Regions from separate parts of the Mus musculus genome. Here region 2 is linked to region 1. A link is a contact called in public promoter capture Hi-C data. All regions are on one chromosome and are shown on one strand. Each heading gives the region's core, a stretch centred on a gene start, on an enhancer-like site or on the middle of the called end of the contact. The rest is flanking DNA. Distances are from core to core; before and after follow the strand shown. Region 1 holds the start of Best1 (bestrophin 1). Region 2 holds the start of Vwce (von Willebrand factor C and EGF domains).

Region 1 (3,771 bases), core at 170-2,669:
CGCCCGAAGCCAACCTCTCAACCCAGGTTGTACACCTGACTCAGATGTAGATAACAGTGCTTGCGGTCAAGGCTTAGTTTGATTCGTGAGACCCACAAGCTGGAAGGAGAGAACCAACTCCTGAAAGTTGTCCTCTGACCTCCGAATGTGTACTGTGGTATTCAAGCACACACACACACACACACACACACACACACACACACACCAATAAGTAAACAAAACTAAAAAAAAAAAAATGAAATGCAGATTATGACTGAGGAGGTCTGGGGTGGAAGCCTCAGATCCTTGCATCTCTAACAATCTGTTGTATAGTGTGTGTGTGTGTGTGCTCAGGGGCCTCAGTGTGTGTGTGTGTGTGTTGTATAGTGTGTGTGCGTGCTAAGGGGCCTCAGTGTAAGAGTCCATGTTCTAAGAGGAAATAGACAGGCAAAGCAATTCACTGAGGCTGAGGAGCCCACAGAGAAAAAGGCTTTTGCTGCTTGATATCCCCCAAGGAACTTGGACTATGTAGTAGGTCTTTGTATCAAGAATTCAGTCAACTGTGGCTCACCAGTTAAGAGCAATGGCTCTTCTTCCGGAGGACCTGACTTTGATCTCCAGCACCCACATGTTGACTCACAACCATCTGAAACTCAAGTCTCAAGGGATACTGTGCCCTCTTCTGGCTGCATCAGGTACCAGGCATGCATATGTTATACAGATAAACACCTATACACATAAGACCAAAAACTAAATACATACATACATACATACATACATACATACATACAAACAAATAAATTCACTGAACAGATGGGGATTTGGTGAGAGGTAAGGGTAGGGTCAGGTCCTCACCTGGCTGGTAGCTGCAGGGTGGAGTCCATGAAGCACCACACGACTAGAGATCCTAGCTTTCCCCCAGGTTGTGCTGAGTTCTCACCATGTGTCTCTTTCTGGGTTGGTTCTGGTCTATTCTGTATTATTTCATTGCTATCTGTGGGATATGGCTTGGTGGTGCTGGGACTTGTCTCCCAGCCTTTCCCTGTCTCACCTTATCCCTGTTGCCCCTCTGAAAAGGTCAGAGGTTATTATGCCAGTCTCCCAGAGCTTTAGCAATGAGAGCTGCTTCGTGTCAGGAAAGAGGTATTGACTGTCTTCCTTCCTGTCCCTGGAGTGGCACTATATGTCCTCTGCCTCCCTGTCCAGCTGTGTTAATCCACCTCTTGGTTTCTTCCCTGTTTATTCTGTGATTGGCCCAGAGGAGGAGAGTGGGCTAGCAGGCACCCTATGCAGAACCTGGAGACAGCAGCCAGGTCTGCCAGGCCCAGCCCAGGGCCTACTGCTTACTGCCCTCTGCCAAGTCTGGTCCTCTTCTACCTGCCTGGCAAAGGTCAGGCCCTCTGTGATGCTCTTGTTGCCATGGCGATCTTAGATGAGGAGGCTGTAATGTTCTGGGTCCAGAACCTTCACCCATCAGCCCTATGTGCTCTGCTTGCTCCCTGACATGACTCTCTACCAGAGGGCTAGAGAGCATGGGCTCTGCTACCATCAAAGTCTTCTCTGCACACCCTTCATTCCTCAGACCTCCCTTCAAACCCTACAGAAACCCTAACAGGTAAGCCTCAGGCCCCAGGTAACCCTCCTCCAGGGCAGAGGTCATGGTTCGTGGTAGAAAGGGCCCAGGACCCAAACTTAGAAGACTTTAGGTCCCGGGTCCTAGTCCTGGTTCATTGGTAGTGATGTGGCCTTGGCCAAAAGGTCTGCCTTGAGCACCAGTGTCACCTGAGTGTTTTACACTCAACAGTCCCTCGGCAATGCCTCAGTGACTTGCCGTGGGCTGTTCTTATGTGCTTACATCTTCTCGGCTCAGTGAGCTTCTACTCCTGCTTCAAACACCAACTCCAGAGCTCCCACTCTGTAGGCTTCCCTGGCCTCTCAGACACTCTCACTCCCATTCTCTGCTGGAGGTTTTAAATATTTTTTTTTAGAGTCTCTCAACTCTTGTCTTCTTAGAGGCAGGAGTTAGAACAGATTCTACCCTGGTATCAGAGATGTTTTGTTGAATAACTTCTTGTGGGATGGAAAGGGAGAGTGGTCTTGGCTGCGCTGGGCACTCTCCTTGTAGGAGGTTATTCTGGGGTCCTGTATCCAGGTATGTCTTGGGCTTTACTGTATACCTGAGGCCTGTCTGGTTGACTGGAGACACATTTGTGTTTGAGGCCCGTGGGACACCATGTCTTATGTTTGAATGTGCTTAGAGTTGTGTGGGTCTAGGAGCAGATTGTTCACAGTGTCTCTGGAGACATCTTGAGACTGGAAGAAGCAGAGAGCAGCACTAGCAAGTGAAGAACTGGTTAACGGTGAAGAACTGGGCTTCACAGAAAACCAAAGAAGTTCTCCAGCACTTCCCAGCTCTTCTAAAATACTATGTAGCTACTGGTAATGGTCAAGGAGATAACGGCGACTTCCAAAGACAACTTTGATGATCACTGACACCTGAACAACTGGACTAGGCTTCCCTGGCAAGAACTAAGTCAATGGTGACCTCTAGTGACCAACATAAGGGATGCAGGAGTCCATTAAGGCAGTGTTTAAGGCAGTGTTTACAGGTGTTTTGTTTTGAACTACTCTGCTAGAAACATATTCAACTTTAATTAAATATATATTTATTGGACTGGGATTTATCTCAGTGGGAGGAGTTCTTGCCTGGTGTGCATGAAACCCTGCACTGGATCCCCAGCACTTATCTGTTGGATATGGTGGCTCACATCTGTAATCTCAGCTCTCAGGAAGTACAGAGAGAAGTGTTAGAATTTCATGGTCCTGGGCTACATAGAAAGTTCAAAGCTATCCTGAGCTACATGAGAACACACCTCAATGTAGACTCTGTGTGTGTGTGTGTGTGTGTGTGTGTGTGTGTGTGTGTGAGAGAGAGAGAGAGAGAGAGAGAGAGAGAGAGAGAGAGAGAACACCTATTAGATAGCAAGCTCTCTTGTGAAGGTCAGTATGTATTGAAGAAAAGAGGAGAAACAGGTAGGAGCCCACAGAGATTCTCGGTCCAGCTGTACATTACAATGGAAAACCCGCACCTGGGCAAGTTGGGTCTGCCCCTGCCCAGTGGGGCGCAGGCAGCACTGGGTCTGCCCCTGCCCAGTGGGGCGCAGGCAGCACTGGGTCTGCCCCTGCCCAGTGGGGCGCAGGCAGCATTGGGTTTGACTTTGCAGATCCTCCCCAGGCCTGCCGTGTCTATCACTCTCACTCTCATCTTGCAGTAAGTGAGCCAGCACTTATTCTCACCCTCTTTTCAGATGAAAAGACATTCACAACTGTCCTGTCCCTTCTCTGTCCAATTAAGGACAGGGACAGAGTGGCAGGGAGGGGTGGGTACTTTTCATCCTCCAAGATTGCCCCCAATCTCAGCAGACTCTCAGGATAACACCAGCTTTATTGTTCACTATGATTAGAAACGTAGTCAAGGTCATGGTGAAACAATCCCCCCTCCCTTCTGAACAGAGTTAAACAGGCAAAAACCTGTGTGTCAGAATCACCTGCAAGCTCAGTTTCCTTAGGGAGTGTCTGAAGGGGTGTGGGAGCGGGAGAGGAAGTAGAGAGTAGGAGGGTGGATTCACTTTAAGGCTCAGGATCATAATGTAAATTGGGACTCCCAGAAGCGTGGTTCCCAAGACCACCCAAACCACAGACGCCTACAGCACTTGATAAAAACGCAACGTTTCCAAGGACACAGCATCAGGCTCCTAAGGTCTGGAGAAGCTGCGTATTTGGTAACTGTCT
Region 2 (3,295 bases), core at 660-3,159, 630 kb before region 1:
AACTGCAGTCTGTAAGGCCATGAATGTGTTACTGCCCTCGATATCAAAGGACAGCAGGACCCAGGTGATGGGAACAGCTCAGTGGGGACTCTGGGAGGGCTTATGGAGCCTTGAAGGGCATCAGGAGAAGGTCACTGGAAGGACAGCTCCCCTGCTGCGTGAGAAAGAAGACCAGAGACTCAGTATGAAAATGGGGAAGGAGAGGGCAATACAGACAGATGGACCAGCCTGAGCATGGGCTAACCGGGAGATTAACAAGGGCTAGAACTCCTGGAGCCGTGGAGCAAGGACCATGAACCCAGGCAAAGCAATAGGCACCAGATGACTTTCCCCACATACCCAGAGCTGATGGGGATTTCATCCCACCAACCAGAGCACCCTCTATGCCTGTCCATGTATCAGACAGAAATGATACAGGATAAGACGAACTTGCCTGGCTCTTAGGGTTAATAATCTGGGTCAAATGTGGAAACCTAGGGGGAACCATAGCAGTACAGGAAAGTTTGCTGGGGATTTTCCCTAGGGCCAAGTCCTTTTTTCCTCTCAGAAGTCAAAACCAGTGAAGACAAACCAGACCAACAGTGATGTCACACATAGAAACGATGATAGCAACAGCTGAGGCAGAGAATCCGGCAGCTGGGATCTACAGAACAACTTAATAGCTAAGCCAAAGGGGGCTCTGAAAGGGGCGTGAGGTGCCATCGAAGTGGTAAATGGTAGGGTGCCTGTGGAAGCTGGTGGAGTTCCACTTCAGATAGGCAAGGGTAGGGTGCCCACCAGAAAGCCCCAAGGAGCTTTTCGTGTGTGGCACAGTGATGCCAGGGAGACAGGTGGTGGGAGATCTGCAGGAACTGCAAGAGATCGCAGAACCCACGTGCTGGGCGGTAAGCTCTTCCTCCAGGGCAGCCCCTCTGAGCGCCCCTGGGAAGATGTGGCCGTGGGCCAGGCCACCCGCTGACAACGTGTACCCTTGCTATAAGCATCACGCACACACGATCACCACTCCCTCATCACCCCTTAGTGGTAGAGGACTAAGACAAACTTAGGGAAAATGATTGGGTTTGGAAAGACACGCCTCCCGCCTGTCGCCTGCGGCCTCCCGCCTCCCCGGCCTGTGCACACATGCGCAGATACCAAAGCATAACCCTGAGCCACCGGTGGCTCCAAGGTCCACCGGGTGCAGAGAGCAAGAGACACTGAGAAAACCCCCAACCCCAAAGCAACGTGTGCAGAAACGGAGGGGGTCCCGCACCACCAAGGAAGAAAGCCAGGCAGTTGAGACCAATTGGCATGTGCTGGGGTTCCCTAGCCAGAGGGTCAGCCTATTCCCATAGTACAAGATTCCTTGGAGCCGCGATCTCCATCTCCCAGATTCCTTAGCCAGAGCAGTCCCCAGCCAGGGCCACCCAACTGGCACAAACTACTGTCTCTTTGTCCAGACCCCTGGTGTGCCCTCGCCACAGAGGCTACAGGTCCAGCAGCTGCCCTATGCTAGTGTCTTCCAGCTCCACGCAGTGGCGCTAGAAGGCTGGGCCGCTGAAAGGCACCGGGCTCTTACCTCTCCGCAGAGTAGTGCCCTGGCGCCTTCCTCCCGGTATAGCCTCGGGCTGAAGACCCCAGCAACGGGATCAAGATGTAGGCGACATGGAGCAACAGTCTAGCCCACATGACTGGCAGCAGAGGTCCTGGACTCTACTGGGCTCAGGTCCCGCACCGGGGAGGGGGCTACCGACCTTGTCCCTCCTCCTGGAAGCGATCTGGTTCCCCCACAGCTGGCAGGGACTGAGGACGACGAGAAGAGGGCTGGTGGTTAGGGGAGGACTGCCTAGGCGGGTGGGGGTGGGGGTCCTTGCACCTTGGAAAGAAACACACAAAAGGAGCGCCGCCCGCCGGTGCCTCTCCGGGAGGCGTGGAGCCTGGGGCGGGAGCAAAGATCAGGGACCCCGAGGGCGGGGTTTCACCCTCGGCCCACACCCCCAGCCTGGGTTTGGGAGTCGCTTTCCACAGAATGACTGAAGGCTTCGAACCAAGTTGGAAAGAAACTTCAGGAACAAGGTTTTTGAGTTTCCATAGAATCCAATCTGAATTCTCAGTAGGTGAGACTTGTGGACACTCAAACCCAGGGCACTGAAGCGAGGCAGTTTTGACTCTCCCCAAGCCCACTAGATGGTAAGGATAGTGTATTGGTGGTTTAGTCTGCTTCCTTGCCAAAGGACATTAGCCTGTTTTGAACCCACAAGCTACCTGCTGGGAGTCAAATGGTTGAGTGGACAGCTTCCTAGCTCACCTGGGAGGTAAGAAAGCAGTGCGCAGGTGGCAAGGGAGCTAGGGGCGCAGAACTAGAAGGTTCAGTGTTTGGGCTCAGGCTTCGAAGTTGGCTCAGGCTAGAAGAGGTTTAGGCTGAAGAATGTAGAGCAAAATGATAGAACTGAGAAAGATCTAGTTGGGAGGAAGCGAAAAGAAGGCTCGAGTTTTACCTTGTTCTGGTAGCAAGCCCCGCCTAACCCTACCCAGTCTGGATTAGTCAAGCGTCTGTGTAAAGACTTCTAGGAATAAGAAAAATTGGCTGAACTAGTTTTTAAAAACTGTACTTCCCAAGCACGACTAAATCCTTCGCTTCTGCCTCGTGCTGATCCCAAGATCATTGGCATTGGTGACCACAGATAAACTGTGCACAGATGACCTGGATGCTAGCTGCCTTCTCACAGACACTTTCCTTTTAGTTTCTGAGCAAACGTTAACTCGGGTGTTTGATGCTTGTTGGTCCCCCGACCCTTAATTTGCAGTAAGAGGAAAAGTTCAAGTACTTTTGGATGTTGTGGTGCCATGGCTAATTGTTATTTTCAACTTGAATGGATATAGAAGCTCCTAGGCAATAAACCTTTGTGTGTGTCAGAGCTGTTTCCAGAAGGATTTAACTGAGTTGTGAAGACCCATCCTAAATGTGAGTGGCATTGTCACATGGGCCGGACCAAATACAAAGACCATAAAGTGAGTGCTAACATTCATCTGGCTCTCTATGCTTCCCCTGCCAAGATGGCTGCACCTGTGAGCCAGATAAACCATTCCTTCCTTGCTTGCTTGCTTTTATGGAGGTTATTCTGCCATAACAACTAGCTGTTGGCATAACAACTGGCCAGCCATCTTTCTACCTTAACCCACGTGGCTGAACCGAGACTTACATTTGGACCTGTATCTCATCTTGTTTGGGCCCATTCTATTATCTAGTCAAGCTCACAGCAAGCATAGTGCCAAAGATGAATGTGACTTCTCTGTACCTACACATCGAGTCCTA

The links. Capture Hi-C pulls out chosen DNA fragments and counts their contacts.
Region 2: a contact with region 1 is called in a promoter capture Hi-C map of liver. The contact joins the promoter of Vwce here to the promoter of Best1 in region 1. A contact is called at or near these places in 1 of 39 promoter capture datasets (cranial neural crest) and 2 of 9 other capture datasets (liver and pancreatic islet).

The regions. Positions count from the first base shown.
Region 1 is chr19:9,999,281-10,003,051 of GRCm38.p6, reverse strand. Best1 (bestrophin 1) reads left to right here and starts at 1,419. Exons shown (of 12, transcript NM_011913.2): 1 at 1,419-1,594. It also overlaps a transcript of Rab3il1 not described here.
Region 2 is chr19:10,632,847-10,636,141 of GRCm38.p6, reverse strand. Vwce (von Willebrand factor C and EGF domains) reads right to left here and starts at 1,909. Exons shown (of 20, transcript NM_027913.2): 1 at 1,559-1,909. The coding sequence starts at 1,668.